2 separate regions of the Anser cygnoides genome follow, and region 2 is linked to region 1. A link is a contact called in public Hi-C data. All regions are on one chromosome and are shown on one strand. The core of a region is the stretch at or near the end of the contact, and the rest is flanking DNA. Distances in the headings are between cores, read along the strand shown.

What was found. Hi-C and Micro-C count contacts between places; a contact is called where the count stands out from the background.
Region 2: a Hi-C map of liver shows a contact between it and region 1, with 1.7 times the contacts expected there. The contact joins the promoter of PXK here to the enhancer-like site in region 1. A contact is called at or near these places in 2 of 7 Hi-C or Micro-C datasets (both in liver).

Annotation. Positions count from the first base shown.
Region 1 is chr10:11,584,138-11,588,304 of Taihu_goose_T2T_genome, forward strand. PXK (PX domain containing serine/threonine kinase like) reads right to left here. Exons shown (of 18, transcript XM_048072246.2): 18 at 1-1,034. The coding sequence ends at 829. It overlaps PDHB (pyruvate dehydrogenase E1 subunit beta), which reads left to right. Exons shown (of 9, transcript XM_048072309.2): 9 at 1-139. Among named protein-coding and RNA genes, the nearest start is that of PDHB, 7.2 kb to the left of the region's middle. Within about 2 kb of position 2,349, at least 1 of the 3 cell types and tissues checked has open chromatin away from gene starts, as enhancers often do. A contact at or near this core is called in liver, where this site is marked.
Region 2 is chr10:11,617,603-11,621,769 of Taihu_goose_T2T_genome, forward strand. It overlaps PXK (PX domain containing serine/threonine kinase like), which reads right to left and starts at 2,298. Exons shown (of 18, transcript XM_048072246.2): 1 at 2,038-2,298. The coding sequence starts at 2,139. HTD2 (hydroxyacyl-thioester dehydratase type 2) reads right to left here. Exons shown (of 1, transcript XM_048072389.2): 1 at 3,713-4,167.

The sequences.
Region 1 (4,167 bases), core at 1,099-3,598:
ACAGACATTCTCTGCATAGTAACAAACACTGATGTATCTGAATTTAAAAAATGGATTATCTATAATCCTTTAAAGTGCAATTTAAGGTTTTAGTCAAATCAAAAAGGATCTTTCAATAAAGTTTACGCTGTAAAATTAACTTGAAGTCCCATTTAAGTAAATCATGAATAATATCCCGGTGCCCTATTAACTCCCATTTCAACTGTTTCCTTACTTAAAAAAAGTTTCCTTTAGAGTTGCAGGTAGGATGTCTATTTAAACAAATTTGAGACAGCATTTTTTACTCCACCAACAAATAGGGTGGGAATAAGATTTAATTCTCCAGTTCCCTCACCTGTGCAGTACACTTTAAAGGTTGGTTTGGTGCGTTTTATTTTTTTGGATTACCTAAAACAAAACCTGTTGATTCAATGCAGCAAGAGTTAGATGAGTTACAGTTACATGAATAGTACTGAAAAATCTTACAGCAGACTAAAACTAGATTCCTGTAATTTGAAAAGAAAAGTGGGGAAACAGAACTAGAAAAAAAATGCTTTAATTCACCTGGATCGTGGACGTTCCTATTTTCAAATTTTTATTCAGCTATACAGCCCTGATAGTGTAGCTAGAGAAAAAAGTTCTTAAAACCAAATAAAGAAGGGAGTACTTAGCATGGCAACGCAATCCACAGTGTAGTGCTGCTGCTCAAGGAAAGCTGAAAGAGGGGTAAAACGGAGTTACAGTGTGGTTAGCCGCTCTATGCTGGTGAATGTCGCCACGCAGACGGGCCTTGTTCCGAGACAGCACAGGAAGGGGAAGGGGAATTCAATCCTGCTGTAACCGGTAGCCTCAGCTGATCCTGGGAGCACTGTAGTCACACGTCTGTGTTTTCTTCAGAGTTCCTTTCTGAAAGTTTTGAATGGAGCTGAGTAAAGCTCCTCGGCTTGCACTGACGGCGGGCTGAGGGCTCGGCTGCATTGGCACCTCTGTACTTGGAGGAGGAGCTGCTGGTGGCAGGGGCGGCGGTGGCGGTGCTGGGGGTGTCGACGATGCTCCTGTTGAGTTGAGGAGAGAAAATGTCGTTTGAGTATGCCAAGGAGGTCCTGCCGCAGAGTGCTGTGGCTGTGTAGCCAGACTAGGTCAGTCCTGCACTAGTCACATCATCCCTTGAAAGCAAGTGCAGTGTGAAGAACAGAACGGGTGAAAAATGCCAAAGTGATCAAATCCCTCTATCTGCAGGTGAGTCGTCTCACCTGAGACACCTCTGAAAAGAAGCCTGAAGTGCCTCAGTACTCAAGGATGCAAAACATGACTCAAATGTGATCTCGCACTGAGGGAAACAGAGATAATTAACAGGGCTCCCCAGGCTCAGCTTCTATTGTGTGTCCCCAGTGAAGCAGTTTGCTCTTTGGGTCACAAACAGTACCAAATACTGGGAGCAAATCTTACTAACTTCATATTTACATGACTAACGTTACACACGTGGACCACACTGCTGTAGTATTTGTGACGATTGGTCAGGTTATATTTATTTTTTAGATGACTAACTGCAGATAGAGGTTTTATGAAAATGTTTTACACTTTCACTGTCAGACCATCCAACCATGGAGAAACAAGCAAATGCTTGTTTCAGAGGCCAAATGAATCACAACAATCTGCCACTCACACCACTTGCCTTCTGCCTGTACCCCCACCTTACAGTCTGGCCCTTGCTTTTGACCCCAGTCACATCCCTCTCGTGTTGTCTCATCGTGCTTCAAGCTCCGTGGCCTGACAACTTGCAGGGAGAGGGCTGGGAAGCCAGAGACCAGAGCTCTGCATGCAGGCATCTAACCCATCAGTGAGGATCCTGGCAGCTCAGATCCAAGCAGATGGCCTGACTTGCCCCAAGCTGCTCTCCTGAACCCCCTGCTCTTGTGCAACTCAGCTGCTGCACATTACACCGTAATTTCTACACAAGTAATCAAAGATAAACGGCAGGAGTAAGAGCAAAGGCCAGAGGTGACCCTGTGGTGTTCCACAAGACAACCACGTGAAGGTGGCATTTGCAGCACATCCCAAGCTGTATGGGAACGATGGGCCTGTCTTCTCCTATATTCTGGAATGAGGAGGGGCATACGGCTTAAGATTTTAGGATTACTGAATGATGAACTTTAACTCCATTGTCTAGTTCATGAGTTACTCCAAAATATGGCTAGAGAGACAAATGACATCTATAGCCAACACCTGGTTTTGGTAACTAACCTGCAAAGAGGAATATGCCAGTAAGCCGCAAGAACTATGATACTTTCGGACAAAAGAGCAAACAACCTGAGGCCAGAGAAGAGATTATGGTTTCTGAAGTAGGAATGCTTGCTATGAAGTAAATAAATACCAAGAAGTTAATGGAAATTGTGTGACATGGATTCAAGAAGTACTCAAAAAGATAAAGCTCAGCCGCAGAAAGCAAAAAAAGGTGTCAAGATGCTCTCTGGGCTCTGCTTCCCTCTCAGTTTCTCACTAATGCTTGCTCTCAGACTAACAGGCAATAGTAAAAAAAAGAAGCTGCTGTAATAAAGTAGTTGTATTAGATGAAAGTCATAACTCAAAGCTCCTTCATTTTCAATTTGTACCAGTCTTTAAGAGAGAGTTTTACCATATGGTACCAAGCGCAAAATAACGAGTATTTACACAAAGCATTCTATTTTGCCAATGAACATTAATACACGCTACGATTACAGCACTTCAGACTCACAGAAGAAATTCTCATTGGCATGAAAACCCTTCTCTGTGACAAGAAAAGGGAAGTCTATCGGGCTCTTGTTTTCACACTCCTCCCTTTCAGAAGTAATATTCAAGTCTTAGTAGAAATACCAGAGATCAACTGGAACAATTTAACATGCCCGTTGCATGTGGATCAACTACTCTCTTAAGTAATCAGAACATTGCACAATGTTAGCATGAACCGAAATAGCAAATTGCATATTGATGCCTCGAGGTCATCTAAATATCCAAACCTGTGTTTTTACAGTAGCCAAAGATGTAAGACAATTTGTTTTTAGAAACACTGGAAAATCATCCCCTAGGCTAGTGTCCTGGTTCTCATGTCTCTGTATACAGACTGACAGCATAGCACAGCAAAGCAAAACTTGACAATTTGCCACAGGAAGAACAAGACCAAGAACAGTTAAAGTAATCACTTTCGAGGTTGAACAGAAAGGACTGGCGTCCCAACGCTAGCATCAAACTTGGGATCAGATTAACAGCTGTGAAAGAGCCAAGAACAGCTCATCACAAAGGAGATGGCCTTGGTTAAAGGTTGGACCAGATGCTCTTAGAGGTCTTTTGCAACCTAAACGATTCTATGAAAGAGATACAAGAGTTGTAGAGAACAAAGACAAGATTTTTAGCTGGAACAGCAAGATGAGATCAAAGAGGTTACGCAAGTAGTTGTACAAGACACAACAGGGAATGATCATGAGATCAGCGGCAAGGGCTCTGTGGAATACAAATACTAATATATTCAGCAAAAGGTGGTACACATTTGACAAAGGTAAAAAGCCACTATATAGGAATTATTAGGCCAAGTTTCCATGTGTTACCTTCGAATTTTGGTCTGGCTATTTTAGAATTGTGTCATAAAGGAGAGGGAAGTAGAGGGAGAGGCCACCTTTCTTCCTGGAAGTGCATTAAGTTCCTCAGGACTAAATATTCTTGAAATATTTACAACATCACACAGTTGAAAGAAACTCTTATGAGATCTTACACCCTATCTCTGCCTTAAAACTCAAAAACACGCAGGTTTTAAGATGGTATCTGACTAGCTATGACTATTACATATTGAACCTGTTAATGAAGAGTGTGATTCTGAAAATCCTTCAAATCCATTCATTTCAATTAGTCACACTGTCCTTCCCTTCTGGACATGAGTGGTGCAAAGGAAATCTTAGTTGACTCCAGTGTACTTGCACACAGCTGCATCTACTGATAAAATTGTTCTGCCCAACAATGAAGTATTTTCCCATATTTACCAGGAAAAATATTTCAGACAAGTGCTCAATTATCACTAGCCCTTTCCAATACATATGTTGGAAGGAGTTGCCTGCAAACACACATTTACTCATTTACACAGTTATAAGAATAAAACACTCAAACAAGAACTTACCAAGGGTTTTTTTACAGGGACATTTTTGTTAAGAGAGTGTGTTA
Region 2 (4,167 bases), core at 1,048-3,547, 33 kb after region 1:
CAAAATGACAAAATACTCCACTTACATCAAATGAGAAAGCAAGCCTCTGTTATGGCTTCCTGTATTTTGTTATCCCACACTGTCTCTATACAAGCCATCTGTGCTACAGACACTTCAAACCATCTTTCAACTATCAACAGGGCTTCTGCAGTAAAACAAACAATTACTAATAGATGTATCGTAGAGACAGATTTTAAATCAAAAGGCACAGTGCTTCAGCATTCTGTTATTAACAGAAGATCAGAACGAATCAGTAGAGATTTTTTTCTGAACATCCATTAGTAACAGAATACAGAGATGAAAGGCGGGGGGGACAACATTTGCTATCAAACTCACCCAGACAAGGCAACACACAGAGTCTGGATTGAAAATCTACTTCCAAGTACTCATTCTAAAAGAATTTTGTGCCTTTTTTTTTCCTAACCAGAATCACGCAAACCAAAAGAACATGAAAAGCTACTGTCATTTGCACTCGTGAAGCAGCGTAATAAGCCACAACACAAACCAAGTTAACGATGAAGCTGTAATACAGACTGCTAACTGGGGAATATTAGATGTTACGCAGCTTCTCACGCAACTTGGCACATACGCCCCTCAGCCATTGAAACAGGTAAAAAGTATTAGGCTTGCCAGAGGATAAACCTGATCAGTTTTATTTATAATAGGGGTAACAACAATTGAGAGCCGTGGCCCACTAGATTCACAAGATCTTCTAGAAGATTTTTCACATGTGGTTTCTGTTCAGAGGAAGACGGAGATATCAGTAAACGTGAGATCTTCATGTACAAGAAAGCCCCCCTCACTACAAGACTTCCTGAGTGCAGACTGCTTACAGGAAAACTATTTAATAAGACAATCTTCAGATTAGCTGTATATCCCGTGGTGAATCTACAATTATTGTCATACAGGTCGAGAACATTTAAGAGCATTCACCAGCTGCAAGGAACCAATAAAGGGATCAACAAGGCAGGAATGCTGTGCAAGGGGCAGAAGGAACACCCTCTCTCCACTTAAAACCAGCTTCCTACCGGCGTACCTGCTGCCGTAGTGCCTCTGGCCTTCTTTTTAGCCCAGCATCCCCGCTCTGAGCTAAAGGCAGGGATCAGAAGTGACAGCCCGCTCTCTCTCTGATTCTCTATCACAGTACTGCTTGCTCATACTGTAAGTAAGCCTAGTTTTTAAGGTGGAAAATAACTGCAGACAGGAGGTTATGAAATTTGGATTATTACTGCAAGCTCAAAGACAGCACAGTTCTCATGAAGGTGGCACGCACGTGTACCGCACATCCCAGAATTAACCCGTGACACAAAGTCCCAAGAGGGCTCGTTCTGCTGGGTGCCGCCGCTCCCTGTAACACAGAAAGCAAGCTTTGGGGACATCCCTGCAGCTCGGCGACCCCACTACAGTGGCACCAAGCAAAAGTAACTTCATCTCGGCTGCTGAGATGGGCCAGCGAGAACCCATCTCTGCTCCAAACGCGGTGATGGATCCCACGACAAGCAGAAATTACGGACGCTTATTTCTTGAGTCCTACGGCGCGAGGCCTCTCTCAGGGCAGATGCGAGCCCGAGGTAACACGAAGCCCACCGCCCGCCCCACGCAGCCACCGAGCTGCTGCAGGCAGAGGACCCATTTCACAGAAAGGACAGGCGGGGGAAGCAGCAGCAGCACCAGCAGCCCCCCTACCCCGCATCCCCACCGGAGGGGCTCCCCAGGGGGCTGCCCCCTCACCCCCCTGCGGTCCCAGGGCCCCCCCTCGGCCCCCCCACAGCTCCCAAGCCCGCCGGGCACCCCCTGCCCCGCCGCCCCCATCTCCCCGCGCCGCACGGGGCTCGCTCCCTGCCCACCCCGGAGGCTCCTCGGGCGGTCCCCGACCCCGCCGGGCCTGCTGCCGGGGAGCCGCCCGGCCCGGCCCCGCTCCCCCCCAGCTCCCTCTCGGCGCCCACCCCCGGTTACCCCGGCGCCTCTCGGGGTCCCCCCCCGGCGCCCCGGCTCCCTCCCGCCGCCCCCGCGGCCCTGCCCGCCGCCGCCGCTCACCGTGTGGGAGTGCAGGCTCTGGCTCGCCTCGATCTGCGCTGTCAGCGGCACCGTGTCGTCCAGCAGCACCTTGCCGGCCGGAGGCTTCTCCATGAAAGCCATGCCGCGGAGGGCAGCGGGGACCCGGCGCCGCCGCCGCCGCCGCCGCCAACCTGCTTCCCTTCCCGGCCAGCTCCCGGCGCTGTCAACACGGCAGCTCCGCGCCGCCCCGCCGGGCCTTAGCGCCGCCGCCCGCCCGCCCTGTGGCCGCCCGGCCGCCAGGGGGAGCCGCGAGCTCTGTCCGAGGCACGCAGCGGCGGCATGGCGCTCCTCCTCCGGCCGGGGCCGAGGGGCCGGCGGGCAGGCTCCCGCTGAGGTAACCTCCTGCTCCCGCTCCGCCGGCCGTCGCGGGCGGGCCGGGCTCGGCGCTTCGTCGAGCCGCGGCACGGCCCGCCCTCGGCTCGGCTACCACAGGCCGGCAGGAGGTGTTCCCCCAGGCGCTGCTGGGGCTCGCGGCTCCCTACCTTTTTCCTCGCCTTAGGCAAACTATCATGAGAAAATTGGGTAGGATTCGGTATCGTCTGCACGGTTTAGCGATTTTTAGTTAAGAGTATTTGCAAAATGTGAATGGAAGGCGGCAAAAGTGAATTCCACAGCCTAACTTTCCTTGTAGCAACATCCCAAATGTATTTCAATAGCACGTAGCAATCCCACTTGGAAACCTACTGCCCACATACCCTTTTGACTTATTACAGTGCATACAGAAATTAACCTCACTTCAAATGTTGTTAAGTATGTAAGACTACAGAGCTACAGTCTGTCACACACTTAGAACAGTTGGCACAAACAGCCTTGATCTCCCCTCTGCCGCTCCACGCTGACAGGAAAATGGCTGTGCGTTGTGATTAAGCAGTTAAATCTCAGCTTAGAACAGCAAGCTTGTTTGACTCTTCCCAAACTTCTCCTGCAGTTACCCTGGAGGTCAGATACAAATTTAATTATTGCCTCAACCTCCCGCCTACTGTCTCACCCTCAGATTTGATTCATTCTGGTAATAGGCATTAATGTAACTTCACAACTAGAGAAGCAGATGAACAAAAACGAGTGAGAAGTATATGCCTGATTCGAAACAGTGCTTTGAATAGCAAAAATATGTTATCAGGCAGTGACCTAAGGCAGAAAAAAAGAAGCAGGAAATGAATCAACTCACAGACAAAAGATAAGGAAAGCTCTCAGTACTGGTTCCTTGTTATGAACAGGCCAAGCCCTGTGCTTTGAAAGCAGCAGGCACATTTTAGTCAGCCTAAATGTTACAACCATTGTCACTTGCAGCTGCCCCTCCCTGTGATCCTGCCTCCTTTAACACCTGAGGTATGTTGTTGCATTAGGGTTGTATTTGACATCACACCTAGACAATATAGCTGTTTTACCAGTAGCCTTCATCACACTGTTTGAGGACAAACTTTCTTTTCATAGCAAACAACTTTTGAGATTATTTGTATCAATGCAGAATGCACTTCTGCTGCAGAGAAAAGGAGGGGGTAACATGCAGCCAGAAAATGAGCCACCAACTGAAAAAAGCCTGTACGTTTACTACTGATGGTCCTCATCATTCCTCATAAAGTATTTCAAGTGCTGCATCTTCAAGCTTTGTCAGAAAGACTGTGTTGTTTCTATCAAGGCTGGCTACTACTAATCGGCTGAGCTAAAGGCTTTATTAGCTAACACATCGCAAAAGAGCACTGCAGCATCAGCTAGAGGTTCAATACGGATTACATGAAGCAATCTTGCAGTACATGTGTATCAGTACCTTCACCTGTCTGTTTTGCTTGTTAAAAGCACAGAATTGTCCCTTTTCACCTGTTTGTTACCATATAACTATTTTGTGAAACAGTTGTAACGTGTTTTAACTGGGCTACTATGAAGTGCAGCCTTGATGAAAGGAACAGCCTCAATATAAGCTCCTACCCCTCTAGACTTTCCACTGTAGCACAGCTTGTCTGGAAGTGCCACGTCTGTAAGGCGTGTCTAGTTCCATTGGTTTCAGTGTGATGGTACACAGAAAAATTAAAAGCTGTAAGTCTCTTAATGCAGTTACCATCAGGATTGAGTTTGTGTATAGTCTTTGGAAGATCGTGAAGGTTTTCTGTT